2 separate regions of the Mus musculus genome follow, and region 2 is linked to region 1. Evidence: chromatin contacts called from public promoter capture Hi-C data. All regions are on one chromosome and are shown on one strand. Each heading gives the region's core, a stretch centred on a gene start, on an enhancer-like site or on the middle of the called end of the contact. The rest is flanking DNA. Distances are from core to core; before and after follow the strand shown.

Region 1 (5,606 bases), core at 1,207-3,706:
GCATGCATCCTTCATATAGACATATGAATAAAAAGAAAAATTCTACTAATGGGTTATTAATCAGATAAGAATCTGTTGAACACAATTTTTAAAAAAGGATTGGTTATTTTTGAGAGGTGGACTACGTAACAGATTGATTCTCTAGAGAATGCAAAAAGCCAAATAAAGACTCAAAGCTGGGGCTGGAGAGTGGCTCTGCAGATGGAGCTCTTCTTGCTTTGGCAGAGGAGCTGAGCTGGTTTCCAGCGCCCGTGTCTGGTTGGCCATAACTACCTGTCACCTCCAGCTACAGGGGGATCCAAGCCTCTGCCCTCTGAGCACACTGCACCTGTGTGCACACAACAGACACACACAATTAAAAATAAAATACAATATTTGTAAGAGGAGCCCAGTGCTAATGCAGACACCAGGAGCTGGAATACATGAATGATGAAAACATACAAGGATGTGAGAAAGGCAGAGAGAGGAAGAGTTGCCCTCTAAATAAGCAGGATTCAAATCTTCCAGAAACACAAGGTCAGTCTATTTCCAAGCCAGGAGCTCTTCCCGGTTTACTTGGTCACATGGAGAAGAAAGCAATTTCTACTGATTTTACAAATCCTTAGGCTGTGAACATAAGCAGCTCGTTTTCACTTCTGGAACCTAACGGCAGCTTTGTGATCAGGGCAGAGGATAATTTCTGTGCTTTCCCCCTTGCCCTCCACACATCACAGTGCTGGGCTTGTGACATTTTAGCAAATGACCCTGGAGTATACACAGCATGGCTTCAGAAGCAAGGGGCATCATGAAAACTATTCTGTCCTGTTTTCAGATTCCTTAGTCAGCAAACCTCAGGCTTCTCTCTATAATGTCACTTCATTGGTTTTAGTAAAAAGAAAAAAGAAAAAGAAAAAAAAAAAAGGACAAGTTGGCATGTAGGAGTTGGGGCCATGCTGGAATCCCTGTAAACTCAACAGCCGGTTACAGTGTTTGACAGCGAAGCGGTTACATAAGGAGTGTTGTTGACAGACAGCCCACATGATAGAGTCAGCTACACCAAAAAAGAAAGTTTATTAAAAGTGTCTTTCCGGACCTTGCAATGAAATTGGATTTAGCAAATGAAACCTAAACACAGATGTCCTTCAGTCCCACTCGCAGGAAGGTAAGGATGGCTAACACTTAAGGGTCATTTACTAAAATGTCACGAGCCCAGCACTGCAATGTGTGCACGGCAAAGAGGAAAGCGCAGAAATTATCCTCTGCCCTGATCACAAAGCTGCCGTTAGGTTCCAGAAGTGAAAACGAGCTGCTTATGTTCTCAAAATGATTCGACAAAGCCAGCACATGACGTGCCCAATATTGTACCTTTCTTAAAAGAAGTGAATGATACTTTTTTCATTTTAAAATAAATTAAACTTCATGCAAGGAATATTTTTATTGTTCACAGCAATTGAAATTGTTTTTCTGAGCACTATTATAACCTATAAATCAAAATGCAGGAAAGGCAGGAAGAACGTTTGTTGATTTACTTGATTCTGGCAGCTCTCTGGTAGAAAGCTGCTGGTCTGCTGGATTAGAACATCATTCAAGCTGTTCTCAGGGCAGTGGGTTGAAATTTTAGGATGAACCTGCACTGCCAACAAACTTGTTTAAAGTATAAGTTCTGGGAGCCTGGAAAATAGCTCAGTTTATAAAGTACTTGCCACCCAAGCATGGGGATCCGAGTTCAGTCCCCCAGAAGCCACATTTAAAAGGCTGGCCATGGTGGCAAGCACCTATAAGAGGATTTCTAGGGCTGATGGGCCAGCCAGCCCAACCAAGATAGTGAACGCCAGGCCAGTGGAAATCCTTACCTCAAACAATTAAGACAGAATGATTGAGGAAAACACCCAATATGAACTTCAGACCTCACTCACACACATACACATGCTATTGTACACACACACACACACACACACACACACACACACACACACTGGATTCCTGACCCCAGCTGGAGGGAGCCCGATTCTGATCATTTGAGATAAAGCCCAGAATTCTGCTCTTTTGTGGGTAACACAGATAAGGTGAGTTTTGTCAGTGGGTCATAGCACTCCTTGGTCCTCTGTCTTAGGAGAAACAGAGCCACAAGCCCTTCCTTTCCTACAAATGAGAGTCCTGAAGAATACCAGCAAGGCTAGTCCATAGAAGTGACCTGATCTTCAGGGCTCTGGTTTGGTCTGGGTCTCCAAGATGACTCCAATCTGAGTCTATAATCATGGAGAGACAGAGCAGAGCCACCGTGATTCCCAGGCATGAAGTGACTAAGCATGACAGCTGAGTGTAGATTCGAGAAAAGTGAAAAAAATACTTGCAGATGTATGTGTATCTATCTACCTTTCCCTCCTCTCACCTTTCCGTAGTTGTCATGGTAATGGGCCATTTTTCCCTCAGCCTTTAACTTCAGGTTCGATTTCAAGAATGAGACGGAATGGTGTGAAGCGAAGAGTGGTTGGTAAAGGGTTTTATTTAACCCCGAAGAGTAGGCGATCAATACTGCCCTGATTGCATAGTGGACAGTGAGACACAAAGGCCTTTCAAAGCCAAATGCCTCGCTGAGTGGTCAGAACCAGGGGTGTGTGGAAGATAATGTCAACATTTTTGCTGAAACTCAATTGAATTTGCTCTTAGTTTGAAGCAACCTTCAGAATAGTGGTTAGAAGTTATTCCCTTAAAGACAGGGGTTATTATAGGTTATTAACCTATTACATAGGCTACTATAGGACAGATCCTAATTATTAAGAAGGCAAAGGCTTTGTTGTTTCTAGCTAATGTATGAATTACATGCATTTACACGTACGGATAGTCAACTAGAAGAGAAAAGAAACACGGAACACACCTTACTCAACATCTGTTTGTCAGGAATTCCTTTTCTCGAGCGCTTCACATTATTGAACTCACATCAAAGAGTTAACTACATGGGTAGCTGAGTAAATACCCCTTTCCCTCCAGATTTTTCTATGACTTTTGCAAGCTAGTCGACAACTGAGCACAAAGGCTCCCAGAGTCACACTGGAATGTTGTGACAGAACCCATCAGATGACATGGGACTCAGCCTCTTCTGTTTGTGCCCAAACAGTGAACAGCAAAAGTGAACCGACCCGCAAGGGAGCCAACGCGGCCTGAGAAAGACCTGACACTCTGACTCCACAGTCCCCTGCATGGAATGAAGGCCACAGATAGAAAATGACAGCAAAGCCTCTAAGAACAGTTCTTTCTTTGCTCTTCTTTGCCCTCTCTGGGGTCCTGGGGACACCAGAAATCTCATGCAGAAATGAATATGGTGAAGCTGTGGACTGGTAGGTAAAAGAAATGGGTGATTTAAATGTGCAAATAGAAAGTCTGGGACTGTCTCTGGTGACCCTAAGGAAAACCTCCACCAGGCTTCCTCCCTTTAAAATGAAAGAGACTGGGGCTGGGGATATGGCTGGATTGGCAGGATGCTTGCTTAGCATGCATGAAGTTCAAGGCTCAGTCTCTAGTGACACATAAACTGGGCAGGATGGCACACATGTGTAATCTCAGCACGTGGCCTGGGGGGGGGGGGGCAGAGTTCAAGAACATCCTCAGCAATGACATGAGTTCTAGGCTAGCCTGGCTTGTAACAGATAGTGTGTTAAATAAATGAATAGATGCATTAATTAACTTAAAAGAACGAGATTAAAGTGCGTAAACAGGCTCAATTCCCAGGTGGAGCTGTCTGCCGAGTGTGTGAGATAGCCCTGAGAGCTGGCTGCCAAGTGTGTGAGATAGCCCTGAGAGCTGGCTGCCGAATGTGTGAGATAGCCCTGAGAGCTGGCTGCCAAGTGTGTGAAATAGCCCTGAGAAAGTGCCAAGCAGCTTTCTGGAGCCTGAGTCGGTCAGTACTCTTGGGAGGACAGGGCTGGGAGGCAGAAAGGGACAGAGCTGATAACTGTCAGCTGGCAATGTCCTTTCATTGCATGTACCTGAGACACAAGGCTGGCAAAGCTTGTGACCTTTTCTAAAGCCGAGCTGTATCTTTCTTCTGATGGGGACAAGAAGAAGCGCTTGATGGTGCCCAGCATTGTTTGGCTAACCTTCGTTCACGAGGCAACCCAGGCAGTAGACAGGAGGTTATTGGTCTCTAGCACAGTGTCAAAGAGATGAACTACACTAAGTCTCTGTGGTGAGACCCTCCTAGGAGCTGTGGCCACATTGCTGTGCTTCAGCTCTGGAGTTCGAGTCTGCCGTGGTGGTTGACGTCATAGTGTGACGTTCAGGCTAAAGATCAGTTCAGTCTTTCAGCGTTTATAGGTTCTGACTAGGCCCTGCCCCAAGTTTTAAAGACACACGTATAAAAAACACATAGTTCCTTCTGTCGAGGGGCTCAGATTTGTGGGATAGACATAGGACATTGGGGAGTACACAACCCGGAAGGCTTCCTCGAAGAAGTAATTTTGAGCTAAGTTTTAAGAATAATTATTAAATTGTTTTTAAAAATAGTGAGGAGATGCCATGGGAGTTCCAGCCAATAGAGGGTCAAAGAAATTGCAGAATCCAGGAGCAGCCTGTCGAGTTTGTCATTTGAAGTGGTGTCGTGTGCAGAGGTGTCTGCAGACAAACCACAATGGGGGGCATAGGTCATGAAGGACTTCCTGGGCTGTGCCTTGGGATTTGAACCTGATGTTTGAAAGGGAACTGCTGAAGGACTTGGAACAAGATGGTGACATATTCTGCTGTGCATGCCAGTAATGCAAAAGGCAGATGGGAGAAAAATAGCCCAGAACCATAGAGTGAACGGAGTTCATAGTATCATAGACAAGATGTGAAGACCCAAATAAGAGGTGGCAGTGGAAAGTGGGGGGGGGGGGCAAATTGGGATTGATAGCATTTTTTTATTTATTTTATTTTATTTTATTTTAGTCACAACTGAATGGGTATATTACTTAGAAATACGTGTCATAAGGCAAGCATAGCTGCTTAGCAGAGAAGTTGCTGAGCTGTCACAAAGTGAGCATAGTCCCTGCCGTGTGTCAGGACCTGGCCTTGGGAGTAAGAAGGCAGGACACTGGAACACAAGTGTAAGTCTGTAGAGAACTTGGCAAAGAGAGGGTAATGTTCTTGGGAAGACCATTGCATTGTAATGATGTATGTATTATGTTTGGCTTACAGAGGCTCTTGGGGTTAATTACAGGGTTTCAAGCTATTATAATATATTTGCCTAGACCAACAGTTTTTTAAATTAGGGGGAATTTGCCCTTGGAGAACTTTTGACAAAGTCTAGAGACAATTTTGAGCATCACAACAATGGGATACTAAAAGTGAAGGGACAGATATCTTACAGGACACAGGCCAACTCAGTAAAAATTAGTTTGACCACAATGGGCCTACAGCACATAAGAAGGCCTGGACTGGGTGATCCAAGGCTGGCTGAAGTCTATGTAGGTCCAACCACTTGTTTTCACTGGGAAATATTCAAATAACAAGTAGAAAACAATAGATGCAGAGAGAAAAGACCTGCTTCAAAGACTTACGGAGCAAGTCCTTAGTCCAGAGCATTCTGGGAAACAACTGAAGAATGTTGCTGAGGACCAAGCCTCAAGAATGCCTCCACCTCTGCCTAAGCC
Region 2 (5,606 bases), core at 2,176-4,675, 260 kb before region 1:
AAATCCCAGCAACCACATGGTGGCTCACAACCATCTGTAACAAAATCTGATGCCCTCTTCTGGAGGGTCTGAAGACAGCTACAGTGTACTTACATATAATAAATAAATAAATAAATAAATAAATAAATAAATCTTTAAAAATAAACTCAAATTGAACGTGTGTAAACTTTAATCCCAGCACTTGGGAGGCAGAGGCAGGCAGATCTCTGAGTTCGAGGCCAGCCTGGTCTACAGAGTGAGTTCCAGGACAGCCAAGGCTATACAGAGAAACCCTGTCTCAAAACACCAAAAAAAAAAAAAAAAAAAAAAAAAAAGATACTGACAAGGGGGATTATTAGGAAATTTTAGTATGTCTACCTCATGAAAAGTTATGCAGGCATTTAAAATGTTCAGTGCTCACTTATAATTTGGTGAAAACTAGTGTTAAAGAGTAAAAGTTTAAAAAAAATACAGTAACAATTAACTTATCACAGTTAAAACCAAACACAAATAATGTTGTCAATGGTTATCTTTACTTGGTAAGAGTATGCTATCTATTTATATTTTTATACTTTCCATTTTTTAATAATTGTACAATGGGTAAAATTTTTAAAGAGTGACTCTCATTAGAAGGAAAATGTTTTATTTTCACTGAATTTTTTTTTCCTGCATTTAGTTGATAATTCTTTTAGTGTCCAAAAGGATTTCATTTTTCTGCAAGAGTATCGAAGGTTACTAAGGCAAAGGAAATGAGAAACATGAGCAAGAAAAACTCACTCTGATTAAAAATATCTCTACTAGTTCTGTGGCTACCACATCAGAAACAGACCTCATGCCTGACATTCAAAGTGCTTCACAGACTAAAGCCTAGCACATCTCAGCTGACAGCTTCTCTAGCTATGGAAATCAGTCGAAGTTTCAGATCGTCACTTAATTCACTTCTGTGCTGAAGACGTCTCTGGCCATCTGACCAACCACAGCACTTCTGTGGGTCCCCTCTTCTCTTCTGGTATTGCTATAGCACCTAAGGCTACATCACCTGCCAACACTGAGCCCATTCTGTCATTCAGCTCATTATTTCTGAGTATGTCAATACCTCTCAGCTAGACCTGGAGTTTCTAGAAGTCATAAATTTAGATGCTTTTCAGTAGTTACTGGTCAAATACACACAGAGGCAAAGAGGAAGTAGAATTCTACAGCCGGGCTTGCATTATATTCACGCCCTCAGTGGTATTATCTAAATGAAGCCTGCTGTTAAAAACCCTACCTATGACATCACTCGTAGGACATGCATTTTCCATTTTCTGCTTTTGGAGCATTAATAATCAATTTCTGCTTATTCATTCATATCAATTCTGAGGTTCCTCTGGGGATCAAACAGATTGGGTTGCAATATGCCTCACTAAGGTGCAGAATATAAATAACACATACAATGACATTCTAGAAATCACAAGACCACACACAGGGCCCAGCTTCTCTTACAGGTTTTGTCTGAACAGCAAATATAAATCTTTGTCCCCACGTTATGTCCTTACTTAGGCCATGGGCTTTAGTCTATTAATATCCCCTTTAACCAACAAAACAAAAACAAAAACTCTCCAGATCAATTGGTCCAGTGCTTTATAAGTGATGGACTAAATGGCTGTGTTCTTGTGTGCCATCAAACACTCTGCCAGGACTTGGAAATCCATACCATCTGTACATTAGCAATCTGACACCGGCGACATCGGCAAGAGTCACACATCTTAAAGAGATAATCCATAAATCATAAATGAAATCAGGTCAAAGGACCTGCCCGAGGAGAAGGAGAGACCTGGTGTCCACTATTTTTGCAGAAGGAGCATACAAGGTCAGTATGATTGTTGACTCTGGAGGGCAGAGCATCAACTAACAAAAGCACTTCCCACTGTTCATGACTCCATCCTACTGTAACACATACATGTTTTATTTAGTAAGAGAAGCAAGCACTTAAGAGTAAGTGCCTGTTCGGATGCTAGCACTTACCAGATGACCTCAAACCTTCTCTAGAGTTGAGCTCCTTAACGTATAAACTGTCACCTGCTATGCCAAGTCCCAAAGGTGTGACAAGCCACATAGCATCACTTGAGTCTCGGCTTATTTATCACCCTGCTGTGAGTGATTCAGTCTCGCACCCCATAAGCTAGATCACTGTTCTTCCTTTGAATGTTACCCAAAAACTAAATAGCCATTTCCAGATTGCTTACTGTGCTGCTAATTGATTCTCCCGAGGCTCGAGCATCCAGCATCACCCAAAAGCAGGTTAGGCATCTCAGGCCCAGCTCTCCGACAGAGTATTGTCCAAATATACATTTTTTTTTCTAGATGCTAAGGAAATGGACTTTTTCTGCACAGGGTCGCAGGGCAATGTGCAGAAAGTTTACAGGTTGCTGTCACTAGTGTTTGAGACTACTCCTATGAAAATTAATATTATACTTAATATCTAATAGTGCATAAGTGGACCCAACACTGACTGATACAGTAGACGATCCACGGATGTTGGAGAGAGGGAGATCTGGATTCAAATTCTTGTTCTGTGACCTTGAGATTGTAATTTAAGCTCTCTCTTCCTCACTTTCCAGAACTGGTTCTGAGTTGAAGTGATACAATTATACACACACACACACACACACACACACACACACACACACACACACACACGCCCCTAATATATGATATTACTCATGATTCCTATACATCTTTTCTTTTTTGAATCCGTCAAACCAATGCTGAATATAAGACAAATTCTATAAAAAAAATTTTTCAGTTTGGGGGGATGTTTTGATATCAGATAAAGTGGATGTCTAGTGGGATGAGAAGTGGAGAAAGGAGACGTGTGGGAAAAGAGATCTCACTGACACACTTTCAAGAATACACAACATGCTTTGCTCAAGCAGGTTGACACTGGGGCTGGGGACAGAATATCATGACAGCTCAACCCAGCGGGGGACTGGGAGTTCTGCCCACTTCATCCTGCCAGAGAGAGTCTAGAAACTGAAGTGGGACCCCACAAATAATCCCGACCAGTCCCCTCCTCCTTCTGCCCAAACCACTGGGCGCCAATGATGCTGAATCATGAGCCTGGCAGCAGCCGCCCTCCTCAGCCGCTTCCACCCTGGCAAGTCTCCAGGACAGGCACTGGAGGGAATGGGCGCAGCGACCTGGGGTGTGGAGGAGAGGGGCGGGGGCAAGGGCAGGTACTCACAGCTGAGGCACCTCTCTGGCTGGATCCAGTGGCCGGTCTCTTGGTGGCCCACACTCCCCGCCAGCGGCTGGCGGCTCCCCGGTCGGTCCACTCCGCGTGTCGTCTTGGGATCACCTCAGCTCGCCCACCCCCCCGGGGCAGCCGCGGTTCAGAGCTTAGAAGCTCGACCGGACCAGGAGCAGCTGGAGCAGCTGTCGTGCCCAAGGGGGTGGTAGCTACCGATGGGCCAGACCATTTGCCCACTGCGCCCAGGGGTGCGCATCGTGCATGGAGGTACAAGCACCAGGACCTCGAGAGGGCTGGAGACGGGCAGAAGAAACCAAGGAAAAGAAGGGTCCTCTACCCACAACTAGGCCTGAGCGCTAAGGACCTCCTGGACCCATGGCTTCTCATCTAGGTATGCAGAAGAATGAGCTGGGCTTTCCAGGGCACCCCTCACCCCGTCTTATTCTTGGTCCCGCTCAGGGAGCGTTCAGAACGCCTTTAACAGAGGACCTAGCAACGCAAGCTCCAGGGTGCCATCCCCTCCTAAGGGGATGCTAGGGGAGCTGGCCTGACATCTATCTGGGCCACCTCCTTCTTCATCTTGTGACCCAGACCACCAGGTCCCAAGTCCACATGTCAGCTTAACACACAGGAGTGCCTAAGATCTCGCAAAAGGGCTCTTCTGGTCTTTTATTACTATTTAGCTATATTTAGATAATAATAATAGAGTATCAAAAGTCAACCTGAAAGTAAGATCAAGTGAGCGCCCTTGCATCAGGATGTCTGAGGAGCTTAGAGCCCGCTAACAAAATCTCAACACGGAAGTTGGAAAACGTAGATTGAAGGGGTAGACACTTTGGACAGAGCTATGATAAAGTCCAGAAGAAATTCAAGAATAGTTGTGCTTTCTTGTTCATGAGTTCAGTCAGTTTCTGTTCATGATTACTGTCTTGGTAACCCGGAAATAATCGTTATCTCACATGAGATGAACCTCACAGGATAGGGAAAGTTCATAAGCATGAAATTTCTTTGACTTCCACAGTTCGTGCCCAGCCAGACTCACGTACGTTTCCAGAACACAATGGTTAACAACCAACTGTATAGCTCTCCATCTAGAAGAAAATTGGCAGTTACCTATAAAATAAGACTAGGGTGGGGTGTTTTATGTATCCCAAATAAAATGAAATTTCACAACTTAAAGTTACTGTTTCTGGAATAAACTGGCCCCTTGAATAACACCAATTGAGCACTTACATGAACATTACAGTGGAAGTATTTTCAATTCTAGCCTTCACTTGCTACTCTACTCCTATTGAGATCAGTGGGAATGCTGCTGGTTTTCAGATGGGGCTTTAACTGGCGTAGAACAGACGCTGACCATCTGGACTTAACACTGGAGGTGGGGGATGGGGGAAATACACTGTAAACCTTAACATAGCTATCACTGGGACCTGGGTGTGAGTCTGACCCTTGTGAAAACTGGGTTTTATGAAAGAGAAGAGATATTTGGGTATCTAAGATGGATGTCACCCTGGTGTGGAAAAGGAGACCAGAAAGGGGTAAATGGACGTTTCCCAGAAGAGCTGGGACATCAAAGTCAGAAACTCAATGGAGCATTCCGTGAGGGTGAGGATCATGATGCCAGTCTTACACTATCATTACTCTCTGCCTACACCTCACACTACACGTACATGTCAGACCACCATTCTTCCAATCTCAAGCAAGAGGGAGAGTCACTACCAACGTTGAAGCTCAAGACAGCATTTACAGGACTTAGGAACAGACATTGCTTTTCCGTATGGTGTGCTATTGGGATAAGGTAAACTGACGTTGCACGTCATCATAAGCATAGCCAATATCCCTAGAGCCCAGCGTTGCTGGGGAACCCAGAGAGCCAGCTCCCTAGAGAAGCCAACAGCTTCAACACAGGGCACATGGCCTCAGTCTCAGATAGGTACAGCTCTCGCCACACTCAACTGTTCCCCTATTAAAGGTGGCAGCAAAAGATTTCAAGAGATGCCTAAAGATAGAAATAGATATAGAAAGAAGGGATATGGCCTATGGCCACCTAGGGACCTGCTGTGTCTTGTGTCATCTCTAGCCACCTATTTGAAAGTTGATGTTCCTAGCACATATGTCTCTGAATGAAGAAAGGGAATGTTTTATGACAACTTGGGAAGTTGTCAAAGTAGGGTGTCACAGATCCTGCGCCCCTGTTCTTTTTCAATGTCCTGTAAACCTAAAGATACAGTAGGGCCATAAAGGGGAAAAATCATTTTCTAAGATAAATACATGAGGTTTTACATCTATGAACTACTTCTCTAATCCTCATGACAAAAGACAGAAGACTTTCTGTGGTGAACCAAGCTTGACTTACGGGAAGGATAGCTATTGTCCAAGGTTGCTTTAAACTTTACTT

The links. Capture Hi-C pulls out chosen DNA fragments and counts their contacts.
Region 2: a promoter capture Hi-C map of adipose tissue shows a contact between it and region 1. The contact joins the promoter of Ttll7 here to the promoter of Uox in region 1. A contact is called at or near these places in 10 of 39 promoter capture datasets (the C10 cell line, the SN4741 cell line, cranial neural crest and 6 more), 1 of 115 datasets of contacts at active chromatin or transcription factors (embryonic stem cells) and 3 of 9 other capture datasets (adipose tissue, embryonic stem cells and liver).

Annotation. Positions count from the first base shown.
Region 1 is chr3:146,593,999-146,599,604 of GRCm38.p6, reverse strand. Uox (urate oxidase) reads right to left here and starts at 2,456. Exons shown (of 8, transcript NM_009474.5): 1 at 2,372-2,456. The coding sequence starts at 2,401. It overlaps Dnase2b (deoxyribonuclease II beta), which reads left to right. Exons shown (of 7, transcript NM_019957.4): 2 at 3,098-3,317. The coding sequence starts at 3,205.
Region 2 is chr3:146,850,186-146,855,791 of GRCm38.p6, reverse strand. It overlaps Ttll7 (tubulin tyrosine ligase-like family, member 7), which reads right to left and starts at 3,425. Exons shown (of 21, transcript NM_001357217.1): 1 at 3,203-3,425.